Regions from separate parts of the Mus musculus genome. Here region 2 is linked to region 1. A link is a contact called in public HiChIP or PLAC-seq data. All regions are on one chromosome and are shown on one strand. The core of a region is the stretch at or near the end of the contact, and the rest is flanking DNA. Distances in the headings are between cores, read along the strand shown. Region 1 has its middle 4.4 kb from the start of Gm46942. Region 2 has its middle 8.3 kb from the start of Gm31190.

Region 1 (6,472 bases), core at 3,545-6,044:
CCCTCCTGTCTCTTTCCAGCTAAAGCGGAAGCACATTTTCTCCTGCCCACTTTGAGCTTACTAGATCTTTCTCTGCATCAGCCCTGACCTCTTCTACCATGTGGCTTGCCCCCATGTTTGCTGATCTCCATTACTGAACACACAGCCTCCCGTCCTCTCTAGATCCCCCTTCCCGGAGGCTGTGAGCATTTCCAGCCTGCCCTGCCATTTTCTTTCAAACTCTAGCAAAATTCTCCATGTGCTTCCTACCGAGTCTGTTTCTAAATTCTTTTACTGGAGAGATGAGAAAGCCAAAGAGGGAACAGCAGTTTCCCTGGTGAGTTAGGGTGCCCACCGTGGGACTCCCCCACGTTCTCTGAGGCAGGGCCTCCACAGCAAGTCCCTTACCCCTAACCCCGACTTGAAGTTGGAATTTTCATTTCCTGTATTTGCTTTGGTATCTTCTGCCCACCCCACTCCCTGTTGGGGTCCAGCTACTCATCTGGTTTGTCATACTGTAAATTATTTTTTTTCTCCTTGCTCTTCCGTTTGAATAATGTCTGCCGAGCCATTAAATGGACTGATATTTTTCTTTCGCAGTCTTTAGTGCGCTGTTAAACTATTTTATATTGATGTTCCGATTGGTGCTTCTTCCTCTTCATCCATTTTTAAACAATCTCCGCTCCTTGCCATTCTTCTGTTCTTTATACTCCCCTGTTTCTTCTGTGTAGGTGGTGTGTGTGTGTGTTTGTGTAGGTGTATGTATATGTGTATGAGTGTGTACGTGTGTATATGTGTGTATGTAGATGTGTGTAGAGTGTATGCATGTGTAAGTATGTATGTGTATGTGTGAGTGTATGTATGTATGTATGAGTGTGTATGTGTATGAGTATGTGTATATGTGTATGTGAGTGTAGGCATGTGTATGAGTGTGGATATGTGTGTGAGTGTATGTGTGTGTACATGTGTGAGTGTTTATGTGAGTGTGTGTATGAATATGTATGTGTATGTGTATATTCATGTGTGAGTGTGTGTATGTTTGTGAGTGTGTGAATGTGTATGAATGTGTGTATGTATGAGTGTGTATATGTGTGTGTGAATGTGTGCATACATGTATGAGTGTGTGAGAGTGTGTATATACATGCATGTTAATGTGTATGTGTGTACATGTGTGAGTGTGTGTGTGTTGTTTGTGTGTGTGAGTGTGTGTGTAAGTATGTACATATGTGTATGTGTGTGCAAGTATGCATGTGCACCTACTCATGGAGGCCAGAAGTCAACATCCAGTGTCTTATTCAGTTGCCTTCTACCACATTTTAAAAAAGATTTATTTTTATTCTCTTTAGTAACACGTGTGTGATATATGTCTGCGTGCAGGCAGGTACTCATAGATGCCAGTCATTGCATCTCTCCAGAAGCAGAGCCACAGGCCATTGTGAGCTGACTAATGTAGGTGTTGAGAAGTGAACTCAGGTCCTCTGGAGGAGCAGTAAGAGCTCCTAGCTGCTGAGCCATCTCTCCAGCCCCTCCACCATATTTTTTTTCCTTCTTTTTGAGACAGAGTCACTGAATCTGAAGCTCACTGATGCAATTCGTCTGGCTAGCTTGTGAGTCCCAAGTATTTTCCTGTATCTGTTTCCCCAGCTTTGGGATGGCAGACGAGTTTAACCCTATCTGTCTTAAGGTCATCATGGCTGTGATAAACACCATGCTGAAAAGTGACTTTAGGAGGAAAGGGTTTATTTCGCTCACTGTTCCATAACACAGTTTATCATCCAAAGTAGTGAGGGCAGGAACTCACACAAGGCAGCAATCTGGAAGCAGGAGCTGATGCAGAGGCCATGGAGGGATGCTGCTTACTGGCTTGTTCCCCGTGGCTTGCTCAGCCTGCTTTCTTAGAGAACCCAGGAGCACCAGCCCAGGGATGGCTCTGCCCACAGTGGGCGGAACCCTTCCCACATCAATCACCAATTGAGAAAATGTCCTATAGGCTTGCCTGCAGCCTGATCTCATGGAGGCATTTCCTCAACTGAGGCACCTTTCTCTCTGATGACTCCAGCTTGTGTTAAGCTGACACAGAACTACCCAGCACGGCATCCTACTTTTACATGAGTTCTGGGGATTTGAACTTGGGTCCTCATGCAAGCACTTTACTGAGCTGTTTCCCCACCTCCCTCTTCTTCCTACCTCTGGCCTTATTTATGAAACCATTCCCAAACCCTCCTCTGTTCAATGGCTCTGGGCATTTGACATTATACTGCCTGAGGATGCTCTGGGGGGGGGGGGCGCTCTCTGTGCTTCTTCCAGGGCTGGACACACAACAGACTACCTGCTTTAGTTCTTTTATCCTCTGAAATTTTGTTTGGGGAAAGTCATTGAATTGACTTTCCCAGGTTTGTTTCTCTGTCTCCCCCCACAATCCCACCTCCGAGACCCTGTTTTAGCCCCGCCACCCAGACACAGCCTCTCCGTGGCCTCCAGGAAATGCCTTAGCTGTTCAACCCATGGCGCCTGTTTTACTTGCTAGAACTTGAACGTCCCCAGACCCAGAAGCACTCCTCAAATGACTTGGCCCACGCTATACCAGCCACTGCACACTCTGCCAGCTTTGTAGTGTGTTGCCCAATGCCGGAGCAATTTGGCATTCAATCTCTGGCCCAATGAGTCCCCTGTGCCAATTTATGACACTATTAAGTGAGTGACTCTTTGGGATTTAGCCTCACAAACTCCAACCTCTTCAACCCTCTGTCCCATCCTGAGGAGGCCACACACTCTCTTGGGCTCTGCGTCCCCACCGTCCCCGTGTCACAACCTCAAGCAGAAAGCTGGGCCCAGGCTTTACAGAGTTAGCCCGTCTTTATAGCGCTCACAGCTCTCCTCTGCTGTATCTGCTTGTGTTCATCTGGCAAACAGCCCTGAGTACAGTCACCTTGGCCAGAGGCAGAATTTGACTGGCTAACTTGAATAGAAGGGGGTGGGGATGGGGGAGCCAGGGAGGGAGGGAGGGAAGGGTAGAGGGAGGGAAGAAGAAAGCAATGTGAGCCAGCAAGAAAAATAAGGGGGTGGGGTGGGGCCTAGGATGTAGCTCAGTGGCAAAAGGCCTGCCCGACACAACGTGAAACCCCCCGCACCTATCCCTAAATACACATGCACATGCACACAGAAAGAGATGGACAGACAGACAACAGAAACAGAATTAGAAGCTTCCAGAGAGATTTTAAAACATAAAATAGCCAAACAGTCTTAGAAAGGCACAGGGATTGCCCTGGCTATGGAGACCCAGGGGGGTCCCGGGGAGGTTTCCAGATGCCTTGATGGATTTGCGCCAAGGCTACAGAGTCCTAAATTCTGAGAGAACCTCATCTGGCATGGTCAAAATTGTGCGTTTACCTCTTGGCCAGAGGAAGGCAAGAGGTCCTTACATGAAGTTGCTTTTTCCAGAAGAAAGAAGACCAAGGGTGGGACTGTAGAAGCTATGGGCAGAACTCAACAGCTTTAAGTAGGGTGGGGTTTGAACTCAGAGCCCTGGCTAGCTTTCTGCTATCAAACCTTTAGACCTTCTGATTCTCTCTCCCCAGGCATGCTGCCCTGCCTGCCAGCAGACCTTCACAGTAATCCCCCTGTAGGGGCACAGAAACAGCAGAATCTTCTCATCTGGCCTGAAATGCCAGTTGAGAGCTTGCTCTTTGAGCACAAAGCCCTCGGGCTGCTGACGTTCAAGGAAGAGTTCCAGAGAATTAAGCTGGCTTGGTAGTGAAGGGCAAGCTTGAACCTGTGTCTCAGGGGCAGCACAGGAAGGAAAAAAACAAAAAACAAAACAAAAAAAACAACAATCTATTTCTCTCCTGCCTGTTGAGTGCCAGGAAGAAAATGTGGTGGAGTGTGTTTCCAGAGGGAGTCCAAGGTAGCTCCCGGCTAGTTTATTAAGCAGCCTAATTCCATCAAGATAAAGAGATTCCCTGCAATTGTTCTGAAGAATTCCATTGCTCCCGCTTTTCCCAGAGGCTAAAGGATTTGTGTGTGTGTGTGTGTGTGTGTGTGTGTGTGTGTGCACTCGAGTGTGTGTGAGAGTGTGTATTAGTATCTGTGAGTGTGTTAGTGTGAGAGTGTTTATATAAGAGAGAGAATGTGTGTTATGAGAGTGTGTATATGTGTGTGAGTATGAGTGTGTATGTATTATGTATGTGACTGGGTTACTGTGAGTATGTGTGTGTGTATATGTGTATATGTGTCAGTGTGAGTATATGTGCATGAGGGTGAGCATGAGTATAAGTGTGTGTGTTGTGTGTGTCTGTGTGTGTGTGTTCATGCTTTCAAAGGTCTCCAGCTGAGATATTTTAAATCTCCCCCAACACTACTGTTTTTTCTGGATCACACTGACTTCAAGGGGAATTTGAAGTCTGGTGTTCGGACCAATGAGTCAGTGAGTTCAGGACCGTAACTCAACCCTGGAGAATCCGATTGGCCTGGGGTGCTGGGAGGGCACACTTTTCAAAAGAGGAAGAGAAAGGACTTGGGAGGAAGAGGAAGAGTGTCAGAGTGTAGGAGAGGGAGGCAGGGGAGGGGAGTGGAGTGGAGAGGGAGAGAGGAACTGCTAAGAGATGGGGAGAAGGAAGGGGAGGAAAACGGGAGGGAGAAATGAGGGGGACCGGAAAGGGGGCAGAAGGGACAGAAAGCTAAAGTAACACGTGAGTCTAATTCTGGGAATAATGTCGCCTTGTGTCTCTGGCTTCCCGCAAGCTTCTCATCAAGGGCTTGGTGGAAAGACCCAATCTTTGAAGTTCCTCCCCCAGGCAAGTAGAAAAGAGATTTGAAGACTCTCTGAAACCTCGTTTCCCTGTAGGGAAGTGTCCAAGGGGATTTAAAGACAGGGATAATTGCACATCCTGGCGTCTCCATGCCACACCCACTCGATGGGAGGTGCTTAGTCAATGATTGCTTTCCCAAATGAATGAATGGATTCAGCTCTCAAACTAGCAGGCCGTGACCCTGTGGCTTCCCGTTGTTCTGTGCCCTGGGGTGATGGTGATGGTCTGAAACAGGACAAGAAGCCTAAGCTAGCTGGTAAGCGAGTCCAGCGGGTGGTCTTGTCTCCTCCTCTCCAGAAACTGAAATTACAACACAACATCGAACCCAGGTCCTTACACTCACAAGGCAAGTGAATGAAAAGAAGAAGGAGGAGGAGGAGGAGGAGGAGGAGGAGGAGGAGGAGGAGGAGGAGGAGGAGGAGGAGGAGGAGGAGGAGGGGAGGGGGAGGGGGACGGGGGGGGGGAGAAGGAAAAGAAATAAAATGGAAAGGAAAGGACACAGGCGCTCCTAGGTATGGTGGAGGAGAATGTTTATTATTATATCTGTGGGAGCATAGCCAGAAGCAGACACATCTGGGAGAGTCCAGCGTGGTCATGACCCTGAACTGAGTCCGGGGAGGGGAAGAGAGAGTGGATTATATTGGGAAGAGCCTCTGGGAGGCAGGCAGCCCAGCCCCTGGGCTGGAGAGTTCAGGGTAGAGGGCGGAGTTATGCCAACCACGCCCTGAAACAGGTAGGGACTGAGGAATCCTGGGAGGAGCTAGAGGCCAGGTCCTCTTTAAAATGTTAAATAGGCACCTCATTCCTCCCTCCCTTCCCCCCGCCCCCATTCCGGGTTTGAAACTTAACAGTGTATCCTTTAAGAACTGAGCCATGTGTCCCACTCCCATGCCCCAAGCCCATGAGACTCTTTGAATTCCATGGTCATCCTCTTTGGTAGATCATGAATTCTTCCGGTCTCACACCACACCATCTCATGCAAGCGTCTTTGCAGTTACAGGGCCGAGTGGCCAGACCCTGCCCACCCCTAACTGGCACTTCCCACCCCTCCACCCCCCACACCCCAACCTCCCGATATTCTTCCCACACCAACACATCCACAATGTGCTCTTAGTTTAAATGACATTTTAGCTTAGAATTTTCTCTTGCCCATTGTGTTGGACATAAGCAAGCTTGATGCTTAGGAAAATTCAGTTCTTACTAGCCACAAGCTGTACATCGGTTTCTATTTGTTTTCTGGGAGAGTCTTATGTAGCCCAAGCTGGTCTCATCTGGGTATAGAGTCAAGGTTGGCCTTGAACTCCTGATTGTCCTGTTTCAGCAAGTGCTGAGATGACAGTATACAATGAAAGGTTTATTGTTGTTGTTGTTGTTGTTTTGGATTGTGATAAAAATGATAGGAAGTTTGTACCCTGGGTTCTCTGTCATGTTCCACTGTTCAGGTCAGGCAATCTCCAACGCCACCAATCTGTAAGTGACCAAAACCTTGTGATATCTGTAATTCTCTGACGGTCTGGTTTTATCAAGAGACAATCTTAAGGCTATTAAATCCAGCTTTTTCTAATGGGTGTATCTGGGATGTGGTTCTCAGGAACACTTTGCTTGTGTGAATTTCAAGAACAAGGAAAAGTGGGGCACCACCCACACAGTCCACACTAGCACGATGAAGAATCTGAGACATCCTG
Region 2 (6,236 bases), core at 203-2,702, 960 kb before region 1:
CTCACATTCTGTTGGTCCTCAAAGCTACCTGCATGGGGGAGAGGGGGTATGAGGGGGGCACAGAATTTTGCAAGTAGAGGAAGTGGTGGTGTGCAAGCAGAGGCAGGGCTGAATAGCCTAGGATGCTCTTGGCACCCATGGCTCAGAGGATACCAGGTTGCTAACTATCACATTTTTAAGTCTAAGCTCGGAGTAATGGAATAGTCTACAGCCGTGAAAACAAAGGAACTCCAGCTACATGCAAGAGTTATGATTCTTTCAAATGTCACAAAGACACACAGACACACAGACACACACACATACAGAGACACACACAGACACAGACACACAGACACACAGACACACACACACACACACACACACACACACACACACACACACAAGTGGTGCTCCTGAAAGAATTTAGAAATCAAGCACAGACACACTGTCTTCTTGATTGACCCGCATACAGGTAACAATGTTGCTAAGAACAGTGAAGGTGCTTTGTCTTGTTGATTGAAGGATGCACAGGTAACAGTGTTGCTAAGACCCGTGGGAAGAATGCAGTCAGACCAGACCACGGGAGAGATGTCCTAAAAGGGAGCAGGTTGTGTGTGTGTGTGTGTGTGTGTGTGTGTGTGTGTGTTCAGGTGACTGTGATCAGAAAGTGACTTGAGGGTTACAGGACACCAGCCACGATGTTTTCTTTGACCAGAGTGATGGTTGAATGACTGCTAAATTTTACTATTATATTGATTGATTGTACATATTTTCTCCTCCCTCCCTCCCCCTTTCTCCCCTTTCATTCTTTCCATTTCCCTCTTCCTTTCCTTCTCTTTCTCCCTCCCTCTCTCCCTCCTTCTCTCTTTCTCCCTCTGTCCTTCCCCCCTCTCCTCCTCCCTCTCTTCCCTTTCACTCTTTCCATTTCCCTCTTCCTTCTCTTACTTTCGTTCTCCTTCCCTCCTTATCTCTCTCCCTCCCTCTCCCCCACTTTCCCCTTTCTCAGTGTTAGAGACTGAACCCAGGGCCTTGAAGATGGTAGGAAAGCATTGTATCCCTGAGTTACATCCTCAGGCCCCTGTTCTAGTCACACTTTGGTGTAAGTTGAAACAGGTGTGCACACTCAGTATGAGTGCATAACTCAAAGATCTGGCCAGCATGGCGTCGTGTTACAAAAACATCCCGAAAGCTGGCTGGGTAGCTCTGCCAAGGAGCTCCAGTTCACTCCTGGAAATGGCAGCTTTGGAGTGATGTGATGCCCGTGCCTCTCACCAGAGGCTTTGACACATCCTGAGTCTGACATGATGTCACACTGGAGAAGGAGAAGCAGGCACTAGGCACATCCCCCAGGGATAAAGGCACAGATGAGAAGCCCAGAGAAACTCCAAGGTCACCCATCACTTGAGCTAAGGATGCTCTTGGCATCCTTCAGGCCTCAGCACAAGGGGCTTAACCAGCAGCGCCTCACCCATATCTCAAGCTCTAGCCAGTTAGATCCAGACTGGGCCTGCACTCAGCTGCCTAGCTGCACAAAAGCACTATTGTTCCGTCTTATTTTCATGGAGGAAGTAGCCCATCACAGCTACAGGAGTCTTGGCCAAGCCTCGGGCATGAACAGGGGAAGGTGCTTCTCCCTCTGTTGGCTGTTGACAGCCGAGCGTCTGCCTTGGCCACGCCAGCCCTTAACAAAGTGCCCAGCACCCAGGATCCGCAGCAAGGGCAGCGGAAATAGGAGCCTCTGAATTCCAGGAGTCACATGGTGCCTATTCTGAGGCTAGCCTCCTTCCCCTCCCCCAAAGTGCTATGCCTTGGTCACAGAGCGTTCACACCAAGTATAAAACAAGAACACACCTCCGTTTGGATTGGACGGACTAAGCCATTTCATCAGAAAAGGATCAGCTCCTGCGAGGGCACTCACTAGGGTCCACTGAGCCAAGACCTAATTAAACCTCCTGGAAGAAGGATCTCTTGTTCAAGAAAGGGAGGTCTGTGCTGTGTCTTTGGAGAAATCGCCCAGCGTCCTGCCCTTGGGTTGCCCTGGCTAATGTTATGTCAACTTGGCATAAACTAGAGTCAACTAAAAGGAGGAACCCCTGATGGAGAAAATGCCATCCATAAGATCAGGCTCTAAACCAGATTATTGATTGATGGGGGAGGACCCAGCCCATTATGGGTCATGTCATCCTTGGGCTGGCTCTTCTGGCCTCTATAAGAAATTAGGGGGAACAAGCCAGTAAGCAGCACCCCTCCATGGCTTCTACACCAGCTCCTGACTCTAGGTTTGAGTTCCTGACCTGGCTTCTTTCGATGATGGATTACAATGTGGAAGTGTAAGTCAAATAAACCCTTTCCTCCCTGACTTGCTATTTGGTCCTAATGTTTCATCACAGCCAGAGAAGCCTCAACAAGGACATGGCCGCCAGAAAAGCACACGGAATACGTGTCGAGGATGGGCTCAGTGCAGAGAATGTTGACATTGCCATGGCAATGTGAGATTCGTCGGAGAGTAGCCATCAGTCAACTGCTCTGTGAAGTGCGTGGGTCTGTGGCCACAGCTTAATTCCAAAGATAAAGTGAAAAACAGCGAATGAAGCTCTTCCCCAAAAGCATGTGTAGAGAGGGAATTGTTTTTTCTCTTTTCTTTGCTTTGAAAAGCTGGGAGGAAACTTTGACAAACGGGAAGGATGCTGATCCTGATGCAAACACTATGGGCATCAATGATGCTAATGTTTAAGGATAGAACTATTACTGCAGAGAAGATGGAGAACAGGAAAGAAGGATGGGAGGGATGGGGGAGGAGGAAGGAAAGTAGGAAGACAATAGAAACCGGACGAGGAACGGAGGGAGAATGAAAAGGGCCTCGTTGTTCCTTGAGTACCTACTATGTGCCACAGATCATGGCTGTGGGTCCTTCCTTGTCACTCTGCCACTGGTGGCTTTGTCCCTCCACAGTCCCAAGAGGGGCGACTACATCCCTGTGTGTAACCCCTGAGGCAGAGATGCTCGTCTCAAGCGGAGACAAAGCAGAGTGTCACACGGCAGTAACCACCATGGACACTTCTCTGTCACAAGAGGCGTGAAGGGAGCTGGCACAGAGTGATGCTGAGGTTTGCTGAGCTTCTGCAGGGAGAGATGAATGGTGAGAAACCCTACTCTGAGGAGGCTCAAACACGCTTCCCAGACTCCTTGCCCTTGCTCTCCCTTCGCTTCTGGTTGAGCGGGAGGGGGTTGAACTTTTACAGCCCGTATAATGGCTGTATCAATGTTCAGTTTTTTTGTTTTTTTTTGTTTTTTTTTTTTTTTACCAACTCAACTAGGTTCAACTGTTCCACAGAAAAGCAAGAGTGACCGGTTGAGTGTTTATAAAAGAGCGTTTGCTGTTCTTGCAGGAGACCGGAGTTCAGTTTCCAGCACCCACAAATGCCTGTTCTTTCCAGTTACCGGGGATCCCACGCCCTCTTCTGGCCTCTGTGGACGCTGCGTGCACATGGCGCACATATTTACCTGCAGGCAAAAATGCCCAAACATAAATAAAACTAAAAATTAAAAAAGAAAAAGAAGAAAAGTGGATTCAAGTAGGTAGGGAAAAATTCCATTTGGCCTTTTTTGTTGCCTTTTTTTTTTTCCCTCTAGAATTTTCATTGTGAGGTTGAAGTGAAGTCTGGGTTCTTCTGGGTTCTGAAGTGAGTGTGCTCATTTGTTTTCTTATGTTACAGCAGAGGGGGGTCATTGACTTGCCCCTGGCACACAGCTCTTGGGAAACAGAGGCAGGGACACCAAGCCTAGTGGTAGCCTTGTGGCCTGTGTTCCCAACACCGCTTTGACTAATCTGGAGACTGTACTCTGGACGTATTTACGATTTCTTACCACTTCCCAGCAAGAATGCCACAGAGCCTAGATCCAGATGTTCCAGATGCAGGAATGAGATGTTATCAGAAGCCCAAGCAGCCTTTCCCACATCCCCATGAGCCAACAGTGAGTGTACGCCATGGGTCGTGATGACCACAGACTGATGTGTGTGACCACAGATCCTAAAAACCCACTCAATGGAACAGGACAGGACTAACACTGAAGCAACTGCTCCGGGGTGGACACAAGGAAGAAAGTCAGTTGTAATATTAGCTGCTGTCCAAAGAACGTCCAAAAATTCATCACTTAAAATAGAAATTAGTATGTGTGTGTGCGTAAATCTGCAGGCGCATGCAGAGGCCAGAGGACACATTTTGGTACCATTCTTCAGGTATGTGTGTGTGTGTGTGTGTGTGTGTGTGTGTGTGTGTGTGTGTCTTAGTCCAGGTTTCTCATTAGCAATGAGAAGTGACCAAATATGCTAGGCTGTCTCTCTAGACAGACCCAAGGATCCACCTGTCTCTGCTTTTCCAACGCTGGCATTACAGGCACATCACCATACCTGGCCTTTTAAATGTATGTGCTGGGGATTGAACTCAGGTTCTCATCATCGCTAGGCAGGCACTCTACTGAGTGAGCCATCTGCCTAGCCCCACCACTACTTGATTTCATGCAGCTCATCACTGACAACAAGGTCAGGAAAGTGTAGGCCAAATTAATCTTGTTTCCTTTTAACATTTATTTTTGTAAATAAAGTTTTATCAGCACAGAGCACACTTATTTTCCTAAGTGGTGTGTGTGTGTGTGTGTGTGTGTGTGTCTGTCTGTCTGTCTGTCTTTCTGTGTGGAAACAAACATGTGGTTACAAACAGAGACTTGCAAAATCTGAAGTGTTCTCAGTCTTGTTCCATTCAGGGAATAGTGTGTGCCGATCCCCGGCACAGACCATCTTATTTCCATAGCTGGAAGCAGTCTTTGCAGTTTGTTCAATTCAGATGTGTTTAAGTCAGAATCAGTGGGTAAACCTTAGCACCTACATGCTGGGATTTTTCTAAGCTAATGTATTCCACTGTGTTTAAGAGAATTCCTGTTTAGGCATAAGGTCCTGTGAATTTGAGGACTGTCAGCTTCTTCTAGAGCCATGCATATATATATATACACATACATAGCAATCACTGGCAGAGGCTGGGGAGTTGTAGGTCCTCTTTGGATGACTGTTCTGAAGTCCCCACCTCTCCCTCTCGCCTTTCTCACTGAGGCTGGGGTTCACTCACCATGTATCATGGCACTTGTCTTAAAGTCCACAAGAGCTTACCAGGAGTGCATCACTTCTGGGAAGAGGCCAGATAAGGTTTTGCTTCAGATTTCTGCATGTTAGGTGAGAAGCTGGGGTGTGGCGGCCCCTGGGATAGGACCCTGTTTGTAGAATGCTTGCCTGGCATGAAGCACAAAACCCTGTACTGGATCCCCAGAGTCACATGAACTAGACATGGTAGGAGAAACCTGTGAGTTCTGCAGGAAAACACACACACACACACACACACACACACACACACACACACACACACACACACGAGAATATCTGGGAGAGGTTAATAAGCAAGCATAGGGCCAGTCATGGTGGTACACATTTACAAGCCCAGACCATGGCAGACAGTGGCAGGAAGATCCCAAGTTTGAGCTAGACTGAACTGATAGTGAGTTCCAGTCCAGCATGGGCTACTGAATGAAACCCTCTAAACACCACACATCCCAGGAAGAGAGAAAAGACTGTGACCTGTCTACTTATAACACTTGAAGAAACCCAGAGTCATCCATAAATTGAACCAGTGTGCTCTTGGTTGAGATGGGGAAACTGAGGCACTGTGGAGCATGGGTCTTGCTCATGATAGCACAGTAAATGGCAGGGACAACCTAGAGCCCAGGGTGCCCTGCCCCAGTTCTGTGGTCTTTGGCCATTGTTCCATTGACTCTTACATATGGAAATTCTGTGGATTGCTCAAATATCACTTGCCTGTAGTGACTGTATTGTAGCCTCTTTGCTACATGTATGATGCTGGAGTGAAAACTATCAACAGTAAAAACCTTTTGCCACACACACACATGCACACATACATAAATGTACACACACAAATGCATATACACACACATTCACACATGCATACACATGTTTAAACATACACATATGTACACAAATCACACATGCACACATATACACATATATACATATTCACACATGCATACACACATGCATACACATGTGCAATACACACATGTACACACACACTCACACTAGTGCACACCAGCAGAATAAATGACAAACAGCAAAGGGTAACATATAATCTTATCAACATATTTTCACCACTATATGAAATTCCATGAACCCAGCAGCTACTGATGTCAGCTGA

The links. HiChIP or PLAC-seq counts read pairs in DNA pulled down with a chosen protein or histone mark.
Region 2: an H3K27ac HiChIP or PLAC-seq map of embryonic stem cells shows a contact between it and region 1, with 3 times the contacts expected there. The contact joins two enhancer-like sites.

The regions. Positions count from the first base shown.
Region 1 is chr5:118,352,308-118,358,779 of GRCm38.p6, reverse strand. No RefSeq gene overlaps it. Among named protein-coding and RNA genes, the nearest start is that of Gm46942, 4.4 kb to the left of the region's middle. Within about 2 kb of position 4,794, at least 91 of the 459 cell types and tissues checked have an H3K27ac peak or open chromatin away from gene starts, as enhancers often do. A contact at or near this core is called in embryonic stem cells, where this site is marked.
Region 2 is chr5:119,305,642-119,311,877 of GRCm38.p6, reverse strand. No RefSeq gene overlaps it. Among named protein-coding and RNA genes, the nearest start is that of Gm31190, 8.3 kb to the right of the region's middle. Within about 2 kb of position 1,452, at least 22 of the 459 cell types and tissues checked have an H3K27ac peak or open chromatin away from gene starts, as enhancers often do. A contact at or near this core is called in embryonic stem cells, where this site is marked.